2 separate regions of the Mus musculus genome follow, and region 1 is linked to region 2. A link is a contact called in public HiChIP or PLAC-seq data. All regions are on one chromosome and are shown on one strand. Each heading gives the region's core, a stretch centred on a gene start, on an enhancer-like site or on the middle of the called end of the contact. The rest is flanking DNA. Distances are from core to core; before and after follow the strand shown. Region 1 holds the start of Hspb3 (heat shock protein 3). Region 2 holds the start of Ccno (cyclin O).

What was found. HiChIP or PLAC-seq counts read pairs in DNA pulled down with a chosen protein or histone mark.
Region 1: an H3K4me3 HiChIP or PLAC-seq map of stem cell-derived neural progenitor cells shows a contact between it and region 2, with 4 times the contacts expected there. The contact joins the promoter of Hspb3 here to the promoter of Ccno in region 2. A contact is called at or near these places in 1 of 39 promoter capture datasets (hippocampal neurons) and 1 of 115 datasets of contacts at active chromatin or transcription factors (stem cell-derived neural progenitor cells).

What each region holds. Positions count from the first base shown.
Region 1 is chr13:113,662,103-113,669,099 of GRCm38.p6, reverse strand. It overlaps Hspb3 (heat shock protein 3), which reads left to right and starts at 5,424. Exons shown (of 1, transcript NM_019960.2): 1 at 5,424-6,204. The coding sequence starts at 5,608. The coding sequence ends at 6,072. The region is part of intron 1 of Gm34586 (a long non-coding RNA gene); the gene reads right to left.
Region 2 is chr13:112,982,697-112,989,173 of GRCm38.p6, reverse strand. It overlaps Ccno (cyclin O), which reads right to left and starts at 1,372. Exons shown (of 3, transcript NM_001081062.1): 1 at 890-1,372; 2 at 98-283. The coding sequence starts at 1,276.

The DNA of each region.
Region 1 (6,997 bases), core at 4,175-6,674, 680 kb before region 2:
AGACACCAGGAGAGGTTCTCAGCCGAGCCTCTCTCAGGGAAGCTAAGATCAGTGAAGACACAAGATCTATAAGAGTTGCACAGCTAGCTGTACCAGCAAGCTAAGCTCTCCCTCTCTCTACCATTCAGTGAGTCCTGTTTATACCCTCCAAACATCAGGTGTCCTCCACATGTCTTGCCTCAGCACAGGTCTTGCCTCAACACCTGTCTTGCTTTAGCAAATGCATCCTACCAACCCAAGTCCAGGGAGTCCCAACAACTGGAGCTGAACTACACAGTATGAGGCAGACCAATACGTGTGTGTTGTTAGCAAATACTCCTTCGTCACGTGTCCTTTCACGTGCTTGCTCTAGCAGAACATCCTCCCTCCTGTGTCTGCTTCAGTGAAACTTTCCTTCGTGTGTTTGCCTCAGCAAAACACCACCCAACACAACCGACTCTCCAAAGAACCCTTAGCATTCCCACTGCATACTGGCTTTAAAGAAAACATCTGAAACAGACTAGTGCCCACAGAGGGATCAGACTGCATCCACTAAGGTACACCAAGACCTCTTGCCAATCCATTCTTTCAGGCAGGCCAATAGTCTGGTTTTTAAAAGCTGTCTTTCTAAAATGAATTCAAACCCATGGCAGCCCCTGGCTGGTTCTACTCCTCTTCACCCAGGTTATGTGAGACTGTAACTTGAAGGCCATGATTAGTTTCTGAAAAATTATGGCTTATTTGATATCTTGCCACTGACTCTTGCTGCTAAGCCTAATCTCCTTACCCTTCACCTCTTAATCCATGGGCTGAGCCATGCTTCTGTCTGCCTCTCCCACTCTGTCCTCTCACCTGCTCAAAGTCAGACACAGCTAGTCAAAGTCAGAGAAATCAAAGGATAAATTATACAGAAGGTAAATTTACCCCGAGACAATACAATTTGGCCTCTACTTTGCCCAATACTGTTGAAATTTAAGTGGGCATATTTTAGCCTCTCATTTGTAGTCAACCTAGGACTAGGAAATCAGTTCAGGGGGTTACGAGCACCGTCGTCAGAGGGTCTCTGTGTCATAAACCTGAATGACCGTCACCAGGTATGCATCTGTGTCCTCAGTGGCTCATGGTGGCAAACATGTTTCTTACAGATGTGGCCAGAAAGAGAGAGAGAGAGAGAGAGAGAGAGAGAGGGCACAGATTTGAGTTAACACCTTTATTCTAGGCTAGAATCTAATTTTTTCCCTTGAAAAATAATTCCTCAACTGGCCTTTTGATGATCAAAATATAAAGAATTGATTTTCTCTTTAAGACAACTTCTTAAACAACTAACCAAGCATTGGGCTTCCTGCTCTGATTCTGAACTCTCACACTCCAACCGAAACGCCCTCCTTCTTATTTTAAAGTCTGCATTACAGTGGTGCAGGTGTCTTCGTCTTCTGGAATCACGATGCTCTCTTTGGCTCAAGCACCCCAGACAGAACATTCCATGGCTCTTTCTAGAAAACTCTCTCGGACCCCGAGTACCTGTAATTAGCATCCCCTACATGATCCACTGAGTCACAGAAGTCTTAGTAAGCAATTAGCAAAGGAGACTAGGTAGTGTGCCTCATCTTTTCATTACTGTCTCTTTGCCCCATCTCTAGGGATAGTTTTTATTTTCCACTAGAGTTCTTGCCTATCTTTCTCATTAATACGTAAGGCCACAGACACACCTATGACTATAGAGACCCCACAAACCATTGTACAGTTATGCAGTATCTGAGGTTTTATATAATCTCTCTCTATATGTACATCTCTGTCCTATCCTCTCTCTCTCTTTCCATAAAAACTAGGTTTTTTTTTTTTTTTTTTTTGCCTTCCTGAGAGTAATACAGCTTTCTTTGAGAATTAAGGAAGCAAAGTTCAGAAAAGTTACCCTACATGTACCCTTAAGATAATTAGAAACAAACAATCAACAACTAGTATATATTCCTTTCAAACATGGGCAGCTTGAAGAAAATAAAGATGATTAGACTGTCATTGACATAGCTGATGGTGGAGTTATGGGTAGTCTATTGCAGGCCTGTAAAGCCTTGAATGTAGCCGGAGCTGGGTGATGAGGCAGGGATGTACTTCGGTGGCAGAACACTTGCCCAGCACCCAGACTCTATTTTTTTTTCTGTTTTTTTTTAATTAGGTATTTTCCTCGTTTACATTTTCAATGCTATCCCAAAGGTACCCCATACCTACCCCCCCCAATCCCCTACCTACCCACTTCCCCTTTTTGGCCCTGGCGTTCCCCTGTACTGGGGCATATAAAGTTTGCAAGTCCAATGGGCTTCTCTTTGCAGTGATGGCCGACTAGGCCATCTTTTGATACATATGCAGCTAAAGACAAGAGCTCCCGGGTACTGGTTAGTTCATATTGTTCTTCCACCTATAGGGTTGCAGTTCCCTTTAGCTCCTTGGGTAATTTCTCTAGCTCCTCCATTAGGGGCCGTGTGACCCATCCAATAGCTGACTGTGATCATCCACTTCTGTGTTTGCTAGGCCCCGGCATAGTCTCACAAGAGACAGCTATATCTGGGTCCTTTCAGCAAAATCTTGCTAGTGTATGCAATGGTGTCAGCATTTGGAAGCTGATTATGGGATGGATCCCTGCATATGGCAATCACTAGATGGTCCATCCTTTCGTCACAGCTCCAAATTTTGTCTCTGTAACTCCTTCTATGGGTGTTTTGTTCCCATTTCTAAGAAAGGGTAAAGTGTCCGCACTTTGGTCTTTGTTCTTCTTGAATTTCATGCGTTTGGCAAGTTGTATCTTATATCTTGGGTATCCTAAGTTTCTGGGCTAATATCCACTTATCAGTGAGTACATATTGTGTGAGTTCCTTTGTGATTGGGTTACTTCACTCAGGATGATACCCTCCAGGTCCATCCATTTGCCTAGGAATTTCATAAATTCATTTTTTTAAATAGCTGAGTAGTATTCCATTGTGTAAATGTACCACATTTTCTGTATCCATTCCTCTGTTGAGGGGCATCTGGATTCTTTCCAGCTTCTGGCTATTATAAACAAGGCTGCTATGAACATAGTGGAGCATGTGTTCTTCTTACCGGTTGTGACATCTTCTGGATATATGCCCAGGAGAGGTATTGCGGGATCCTCTGGTAGTACTATGTCCAATTTTCTGAGGAACCGCCAGACTGATTTCCAGAGTGGTTGTACAAGCTTGCAGTCCCACCAACAATGGAGGAGTGTTTCCCTTTCTCCACATCCTCGCCAGCATCTGCTGTCACCTGAGTTTTTGATCTTTGCCATTCTGACTGGAGTGAAGTGGAATCTCAGTGTTATTTTGATTTGCATTTCCCTGATGATTAAGGATGTTGAACATTTTTTCAGGTGCTTCTCTGCCATTTGGTATTCCTCAGGTGAGAATTCTTTGTTCAGCTCTGAGCCCCATTTTTTAATGGGGTTATTTGATTTTCTGGAGTCCACCTTCTTGAGTTCTTTATATATATATTGGATATTAGTCCCCTATCCAATTTGGGATAGGTAAAGATCCTTTCCCAATCTGTTGGTGGCCTTTTTGTCTTATTGATGGTGTCTTTTGCTTTGCAGAAGCTTTGCAATTTTATGAGGTCCCATTTATCGATTCTTGATCTTACAGCACAAGCCATTGCTGTTCTATTCAGGAATTTTCCCCCTGTACCCATATCTTCGAGGCTTTTCCCTACTTTCTCCTCTATAAGTTTCAGTGTCTCTGGTTTTATGTGGAGTTCCTTAATCCACTTAGATTTGACCTTAGTACAAGGAGATAGAAATGGATCAATTCGCATTCTTCTACATGATAACCGCCAGTTGTGCCAGCACCATTTGTTGAAAATGCTGTCTTTTTTTCACTGGATGGTTTTAGCTCCCTTGTCAAAGATCAAGTGACCATAGGTGTGTGGGTTCATCTCTGGGTCGTCAATTCTGTTCCATTGGTCTACTTGTCTGTCACTATACCAGTACCATGCAGTTTTGATCACAATTGCTCTGTAGTACAGTTTTAGGTCCGGCATGGTGATTCCACCAGAGGTTCTTTTATCCTTGAGAAGAGTTTTTGCTATCCTCGGTTTTTTGTTATTCCAGATGAATCTGCCGATTGCCCTTTCTAATTCGTTGAAGAATTGAGTTGGAATTTTGATGGGGATTGCATTGAATCTGTAGATTGCTTTTGGCAAGATAGCCATTTTTACAATGTTGATCCTGCCAATCCATGAGCATGGGAGATCTTTCCATCTTCTGAGATCTTCTTTAATTTCTTTCTTTAGAGACTTGAAGTTCTTATCAGGAATTCAAGCCCATACCTAAACATGATAAAAGCAATCTACAGCAAACCAATAGCCAACATCAAAGTAAATGGTGAGAAGCTGGAAGCAATCCCACTAAAATCAGGGACTAGACAAGGCTGCCCACTTTCTCCCTATCTATTCAACATTGTACTTGAAGTCCTAGCCAGAGCAATTAGACAACAAAAGGAGATCAAGGGGATACAAATTGGAAAGGAAGAAGTCAAAATATCACTTTTTGCAGATGATATGATAGTATATATAAGTGACCCTAAAAATTCCACCAGAGAACTCCTAAGCCTGATAAACAGCTTCAATGAAGTAGCTGGATATAAAATTAACTCAAAGAAGTCAATGGCCTTTCTGTACACAAAGGATAAACAGGCTGAGAAAGAAATTAGGGAAACAACACCCTTCTCAATAGTCACAAATAATATAAAATACCTTGGCAGACTCTATTTTTATGTAGCACATCTTGAAGAAGTTCCGCGGCAGCTGCCTCAGTCTTGGCCAGTGGAAGGACAATGAAAGGGTGCTCTAGTTGAGAAATGATGTGCAGTGAGTGTCTTTGCCCATTCAATAGCATGGTGTTGATTAGATTCATTCTTTGTTTTCTGAACCTTAATATGAAATAGTTGAACGCTTTGCATTTTGCCCTCTGCTATTGACTATTTCTGTCAGTCCTGAGCTCCCAGGCTCCCTCTGAAGTTGCACAGTCTTCTCGCTTAGTCATCCCATCTCATTTTGCCGAGTCAGATGTACAAACACCAGCTGATGTGGTTCAGGTGTCCTTTAGGCACAAAAGAGTAAAAAGAACGGAATAGGATCCGAACTTAGCTGGAGTTTAGTAGCTGTTTGAAATTGATTGATTTCTCATAAACCAGAGTTAGAATCGTCTCTCCCCGAATGGAATTTTCAGGCAGAGGGAGAGGCTTGTACTGAGATGATTGCACACTTTGCAGGTCACACGGTGTGATCTTCAAGCGCTGCTTCTGGTTTCTACTTTGTGTTTTGGGGTGAACAAGGCAGACAGGCCTGCCAAGGCTAAGGGAGCGTGCAAGTGCGATCCCTGCCTGGCCCACTTGTACAGGCTGTGAGCTAAATGCAACTCGCAGAGGCGGCTATAAATAGCCATTCATTGTCAGTGTGTGTGAAAAGACAAGAGTCAGTGTGCCGGTCTGATTCAGCCCCAATTAAGCTGCCGTCTGGGCAGGACTGTAAACGGAGCTGCTAGGACTAAGAATCGAGTCCGCAGGCAACGCCAGAGACTAGACACTCACGGAAGGGAAGTGGTTCAACGCTGGAGTCGCCTCTGCTATGGCAAAAATCATTTTGAGGCACCTCATAGAGACCCCAGTGCGTTATCAGGAGGAGTTTGAAGCTCGAGGCTTAGAAGACTGCAGACTGGATCATACACTATACGCACTGCCCGGGCCAACCATCGAGGACCTGAGTAAAGCCAGAGGCGCAGGCACGCCACAGGCTCTGGCAGAGGACTCAGCCTCCACGGAGAAGCCACCCGGAGAAGGCAAATCCCGTTTCCAGATCCTGCTGGATGTGGTCCAGTTCCTGCCCGAGGACATCATCATCCAGACCTTCGAGGGCTGGCTGCTGATCAAGGCACAGCACGGAACCAGAATGGACGAACACGGGTTTATATCGCGGAGTTTCACCAGACAGTACAAACTGCCAGATGGAGTCGAAACCAAAGATTTGTCTGCCATCCTCTGTCATGATGGAATCTTGGTGGTGGAAGTCAAAGATTCACTAGGGACCAAGTGAAAGCCTTTTGGTTGCTCTTCATACCCCAGGAAGGAAGATGAAAGCCAGGGACACCCCGGGAATGCTTAAACTTTTGAGATGGATTGCTGTCACTTTTATGAGGATTAAAAAAAACCAAATGTATCCACCGTTCCTGGTATGTGGAGGTTGTCTTTCTTATTGGTAGCCAGAAAGGAAGGTTTTCAAATGTGTTTGTGCAGTTAGGAGTGCTGCTGCTTTTACAATGAAGCCACCTCAGAGCTAGCAGACTGTGGTTGGTACTAGAGAATGCTCAGCCTGGTTTTTGATGAGTCTAAAATTCCACAGAGGCCATTTGGACAACCCATGGCAAACCAGTCCTTGTCAGTAAAGAGATCTGATTTTTCCTCACTGTATGAAAAGTTTCTGCATTGCTAGAAAGAGGGGGGAGGGCTTCAAAGAGAAAATTTTATTTCTGTATACTATAATTTACGGGACCTGGGTCTGAATCTAGTTAAAAGTCACAACAGTTGTTGCTCATTTAAACATCAGTGGGGATCTTCAGGTATTTTAGTTTTTTAAAAGTTCCCATATAGACCACATATAGTTTTCAAAGCTAAACTGAACCCTACCAGAAGTTTTGCTGCTAGACAATGTATACTACTTGCTTTGGTGTTATATTTGTTAGCCCAGAGTGTATAGTGTCTCGTATGCTAGGTGTGGGAAACTAAAACGTTGCATTGCTGGGCTCAGGAAATCTTAATGCTCGCTATTTTGAAGGGGGGATGGCCAGTGCCAGCGTCTGCTGTCTCTACTGGTCGAAAGTTTTAAATAACCTTGCGGCCAGTGAGGAACCTGAGCTCACGCAGCCATGAGAGCTGGGTGCATAGTCTGGGGCAGCACATGCTTGTCAGGACTCCCTTAGTGCCTCTGTTCTCCCAAACTGCTGCTTTGACTCTGGATGGAG
Region 2 (6,477 bases), core at 123-2,622:
GCCCAGATAAGCCAAGCAACCCAGCCCTAAGCCATGCACGAGTTGGGGAAGGGGGGCGCTGGCTGCAAACACATCGCACTCTTTCGCCTGGTGGTACCTGCTTGCAAGCGATGAGCAGACAGGTGACCCCGAGCAGCTGGAAGCAGTCTGCAGCAACAGGGGTCGTGAGGAGAAAACGGTCCAGAGTATTCACGGTCAGACACAGCGACTCGAAAGAGAGGCCGAACTGGCGGTGGACTTGCAGGAGCCAGCTGAGCAGTTTACAGCGCGATTCGGCAGTCACCTGGCCGGGAGCGAGAGGGGGAGTGTGCTGAAGCGCGCGCCCGAACAAAACAATCCAGAGAGGCAGAGAGGCAAAGGGGAAAACGCTAAATGACTGAAAAATAGGAGGCACGTGGGGGGGAGGGGGGGAGGTACGGGCCTGCCTTAAACCAGGCGTTCCGGAACGCCTGGGAACGTTTGGGCTCGCGCCTGGTATTGTGCACAGTGCATTAGGGCACACTACCCAGTCTAACCCTCTCAGCAAGTCAAAGGGACTATAAGGGGTGGGGGGTGGGGGGTAAAGTTTTTGTTTTTTTTTTAAACAGAAGTGCAAGCAAATTTAGGAGTTCTGGATCTGACGTAGAAGCTGTCGAACTGCGTTATAATAAAACTCCTCTACCCACCCCCTATAACTTCCGATATCCACCTCTCCACCCACAACCTTTCTCCATCTAAATAGGTCAGTGGGCCAATCCTTGAAGGTCCCAATTGCTCCTACTGATGGCAGATAATGGGCTGCAATGACTAGGGCTGTGCGAAGGGCAGCCAGCAGCCATGGAGAGAGCGAGCTAGCCTGGGAGAGACAGAAGCGCGACGGCCCCGGGTCTGGCTCTTGCCAGCGCCTCACTTGTGGCTGGCGCGCCAGCGACTCCCGCGGGTGGAAAAGATTCTCCTGCGCCTTTCGGAAGTCGTAGCAGCTCTGGCCGTATTCTCGGAAGGTCTGGAGATCCAGCGCTGTCAAGGGCTGGGCAGGGTTGAGTAGGGAGCTGCAGTCCCGCGCCGCAGACACTGCGGGGCTGTCGGCGCCGTCCGAGCTGGAGCTGGGGGACTCGAAAAGGTCACAGACGCCCGAGTCTCCCGGGAGCGAACACGCGTTCAGCGGCCGCAGCGGCTTCTTTCTCCGGAGGCACGGGCGTCTGCTCTTCTTCACTGGGGCGCGGAGGTTCTGGTGGCTGTCTCGCCTCCCGGCTCCCGCGGCGGGGCTGCCCGGGCTGGCAGGGCAAGGGGTAACCATGTTACAATCGGGTAGCGCTCCTAGCGTCTACGACGCCCGGAGCGTCGGCGCGAGAGCTGCGAGGAAGATCCGGTCCCGCTGGCGGCGCAGCTCTAAGTACCCGGACTGTGCCTTCCCTCCACCACTCCCCCGGCCTCTCACTGGCTGAGCCCCGAGCCGCCCACGGGCCGCGCTTTCCCGGAGGCAGAGCCACACCCCTCGCGTGCGAGCAACGCGTGGCCCCCGCGCTGGTTGCAGGGGGAGGAGGCGTTGCAACTCCCGCCTCTCACCCGCCTTCAGCTGCAGGCTCCGCGCGTCTGTCGTCACCGTGGCAACCGCAGCCCGGGTCCTGGCGCCAGCTGCTTGAGCTCGGTGGAAGAGCGTAAAGATCACTGGCCACCTAGGGGAGCCATGGGCCGTCTGAGCGGTTCAGCCGCCCCCGGAAAAAGGGAAAGGCTGCTCCGGGGAACCTGGTCCTTGGTTAGATTGTCTGGCCTGGTGTGATCATCTTTTATGCCAACCCTCATCCAGGTGGGTCCGCCTCTGAGCTCCGGACCAAGATCAGGCTAGGTTTTCTTCAGTGACCCATAAAAGGACTTGATTTGCGACTATTTTATTTCATTCCGCTGGCCCAGGGAAGGAGAACTTTGGCGCGTCGCTAACGTCTGTTAAGTATGTGGGAGCCCGTCCTGTCAGACAGGTATTTGTGATCCAAAAACGTAGGAAGTTACTTCAAATGACCGTCGCACAAGCCCGCTGCCCTCTGGATACTTTGCCCCGCACTTTTCATCCCGAGCCAAACACGCCAAGGCTGCAGCCGTTTAGGGCCTTAATGTCACAGGTGGCATTTCTGTGGAATTGCTCACAGTGTGTTCTGCTTTGGGTCATTAGCTTTTAACCCTCTACCTTTCTAGGTTATTCTTTGTGCCCAGGGTAGGATGGAGGGAAATCAAAGGAATGCAGAGTTGGGGGAGGGGGAGGCGCGGGGACAAGAGAGAAAGGTAGAATGTGACACCTTCTCCATTCTCAACCCGTGTACTCCAAACTCCGGTCCTGATCTAAAAGAGACGTTAAGGCGCTGTGAGTTCTGCACACGCGGCCGTCCTCACTGATTCCAAAGACAGCTGGAAATTGTTGGAGTCCACGTGCAAATCCTCCCCCTAGAAACTTGCCAGAGAAGCAGGTGAGGGGAAAGGGCTGGATTTCAGCTTCTCGCCTCCGTTTCTATTCTCTGTGATTCTGAAGGCGCTTTAAATTGCAGCACTTGTGTGACGCGGGGTTGCTGAGAATCACCTGAGAGGAGTTTTCTACATGCAAGTGCCTGGCTTTCTGTCTCCTCTCAGGCTGTTGATGGGTAACATTACGGGGAGATCAACCGAATCCACAGCAAGGGGGCCACATAGCAGACCTCTTCCTAGAAGAGTTTTCTGGGTGAGGAGGAAGGATCTAGGAACTCTCTGATTCTGCCTCTTGGTCCAGCGGGAAAGAGCACAAAGCACCTCATCAGTAGGATCCAGAGTGTACCTATTTAATGATCTTGTTCAGCAAGACATTATTCGGTCTCCATTTCGTCGTCTGTAAAAGGATATTACTTGCCTTGCGAGTCAAGTAACATCGATGAGAAATCTTGAAACTCCCCCCCCCCCCGTTAATTTATTTTATTTATTCACTTTACATCCCTATCGCAGCTCCTCCTCCTCTCAGTTACCGCCTCACATCGCCCCTTCCCCCTCCTTCCCTGCATTGAGAAGGGGCCGCCCTCTCCCTCTGAGTACTAACCCATCCTGACACACCAAGCCCCTGCAGGCCTGGGCACAAGCTCTCCCGCTGTGGCCAGACAAGGCAGCCACAAGCAGACAACAGTCAGGGACGGCTCCCACTCCAGTTGTTGGGAGACCCTCTTGAAGAGAAAGTCCTTTTTAAATGCAAAATAGTAGAGTCCTCTTGAACCTGATCCAGGGGGGTCAAGAATGTTGTTCTGCTGGGGGAAACTGAAGACTGATCAGGCCATCTGTGTGTGGTAAGGCTCTCCATGCTGAACAGACTTTTTTCCCCCAAGGCCTGTACTTAGAGTCAATCCCAACAGACACTGCCTGAGTCTCAGCTTGAAGGACCTATTATTCAGCTTTGGCAGAGTGCTTGCTGTGTCGCCTGCTGTGTGGAACCTGCAAGGAGCTGGTGTTCAGGTGGGATAAACAAAGAGCCATGTGCCATTCTTAAAGGACTGAAATGTGAGCCGGGCGTGATGGTGCACGCCTTTAATCCCAGCACTCGGGAGACAGAGACAGAGGCAGGTGGATTTCTGAGTTCAAGGCCAGCCTGGTCTACAGAGTGAGTTCCAGGACAGCCAGGGCTACACAGAGAAACCCTGTCTCAGAAAAGGCCAAAAAAAAAAAAAAAAAAAAAACCAAAACCAAACAAACAAAAAAGGACTGAAATGTGATGGGGGAGGGGACCAAGATATCAATTTAAATTCAAATGTCAGATAAACAACAAATGCATTTCTCATAAGGATGTCACAGAAATTGTATGAGACATATCTACAAGAGAAAAATGTTTATCTGATAATTACCTGAAACACTGTACTATATGGAACAGCAAGCTATCTTTTAAAGATTTTTTAAAAAAAGATTTATTGGGGCTGAGAGATGGCTCAACGGTTAAGAGCACTGACTGCTCTTCCGAAGGTCCTGAGTTCAAATCCCAGCAACCACATGGTGGCTCATAACCATCCATAACGAGATCTGGTGCCCACTTCTGGTGTCTGAAGACAGCTACAGTGTACTTACATATAATAAATAAATAAAATTAAAAAAAAAAAGATTTATTTATTTTATATATATGAGTGCACTGTAGCTGTCTTCAGACACACCAGAAGAGGGCATCAGATCCCATGACAGATGGTTGTGAGCCACCACGTGGTTGCTGGGACTTGAACTCAGCACATCTGGAAGAGCAATCAGTGCTCTTAACCTCTGAGCCATCTTCCAACCCCCAACAGACTATTCTTTTATCTGATATTCAAATTCAACTGAGCCCTGCAACTTCACAGCAGGATCAGCCTCACTGTTCTGGAAAGAGTAATGAAAAATTGATGGTAAAAACCAAGGTAGGGGGGAGGGAGGGAGGCAGAAGAGGAGGGCTGGACAAGAGTATTCTAAGTAAAAACAGGCTGTAGGAGGATCTGGCAGCAGTCCTGGGACATCTGCAGATGTGTATAAGGGCCTGTCTAACGAAGAATGGCCCTTGCAGAGAAGAGGAGGACAGAAGCTGGAAAGTTATAGCTAATAATTACATAAAGGGTATGTGGCAAGTACTTTATTCTCTGTGTATATCTATCTGTGCATAGGGCTATGCTTCAGTCTTACAGCAGCTCCACAGTTCAGCTTCTGGTGTTATAGCCATTCTTAGAGATGAGGCACACAGAGGTAAAAACTGAGGTCATAGGCAGTAAAATACACATCTGAGACTCAAGTTTAGCCTTGCTTCTCCATCCACACTGTACCGCTTTGTGGATGGAGCATGGCCTAAAATGGATGAGCTCTGGGATAAGGCAGGATCCCAAGAGACTTCATCTCAGGATTGTTTCTTGCAGCTGATATGCCTTTCCCATCACTACTACATAGTCTAAGGATTCCTGGGCATCAGCCCACCCTATTGAGCAGATTTTCCTTGCAGATCAACATAAAGATGAGCTTTCATGAGTTAACACTGGTTAGATGGACTAATGATTTTCTAGACTTCCCAATTTGATTCAAATAACCTTAGGAAGGAAGTTTTAAGAGATGGTTTTAGTTGTTTTGCCAGAAAGATCTAATAAAGTTAGAATCAAGAATAGGCTGCATAATAGGAAATACAATGAGCTTTTGTAATTACATTAAATAGAGAAATAGGCTTGGGACATATTTGTGTTCAAGGAAAAAACGTTCAGGTCCAAGGATGAAGCCACGAGTGTGCACTATGATAAGGCAAGGCCTTGTGAAAACGGTTGCTTTGAACTTACATATAATGAGCTTACAGTGTGAAGCACGGCTTTGAACTCGTTATGCTTTTCTGAAACTCCCCCATTTTGTGTAACATTTTATCTGTGAAGTAATTTTCTGAAGAACTTTTGCCTAAGAAAGTATAAGAAGGTATATAAAGAGAGAAGAAATAAAGTGGTGGCTTGGGGGCTCTTCCTCATCCATCCATCCATCCATCTGTCCATCTACCCACCCATCCATTCATCCATCCAAATGTATGGGTACAGCCACTTTCCACTTCAACCGGTGTGTATGTGTCCATATGAGTGACATCTTCCCTTTCCTTTTTTCTCTCTGGTTCAGAAAGGGTTAACGAGCTCCCTGGCCTAGCAAGAGCTCCTGGCTGACTCCAGAGAAAGGAGCACTAGCCATAAATCCACTTACTTAATTTCCCCACTGCTAAACATCATGGGGTAATCGACAGACACTAGCACTTACTAAAGCACAATAAAGCATTAATAACGAGTTGTTTCCCCAGTGCTTAGTGAGGCACAGAACAGTAAGAAAGAGTAAGTTTCCTTGGTGCTCATTTAACCATAAAGAATTAAGTAAAGGGAGCTGGAGAGGTGGCTCAGCGGTTAAGAGCACTGGCTGCTCTTCCAGAGGTCATGAGTTCAATTCCCAGCAACCACGTGGTGGCTCACAACCATCTGTCATGGGATCTGACGCCCCCTTCTGGTGTGTCTGAAGACAGTGACAGTGTGCTCATATACATAAAATCTAAAAAGTTCTTTAAAAAACAAAGTTAATAAAGCACGGAGAGTGGAAGAGAAGTCTGCAGATTTTAGCCACGGGACAAACAAGAAAATGTTATATTTTCAGAAGCCATCAGCTTCTAGCATCTAGAGAGAGCCAAAGGGCCAGAGATTATCAGTCTTTTGGCCCTTATCCAACGTTGTGTCTTCCTTCTGCTCCAAACCCCAAAAGGCTGGGCAGGCCCCGGGCAGATAGACACCACCTATCCAAGTTAAATCAAGATCAGATAAACAACTTAAATAGACCTATAACCCCTAAGGAAATAGAAGCCATCATAAAATGTCTTCCAACGAAAAAACCATCGAGGCCAAATGATTTGGGCACAGGATTCTACCAGACTTACAAAGAAGAGCTAACGACAATACCCCTCAAGTTATTTCTCAAAAAATAGCAACAGAAGGAACAATGCCAAATTCATTTTATGAGCCCAGACACCCTGATGCC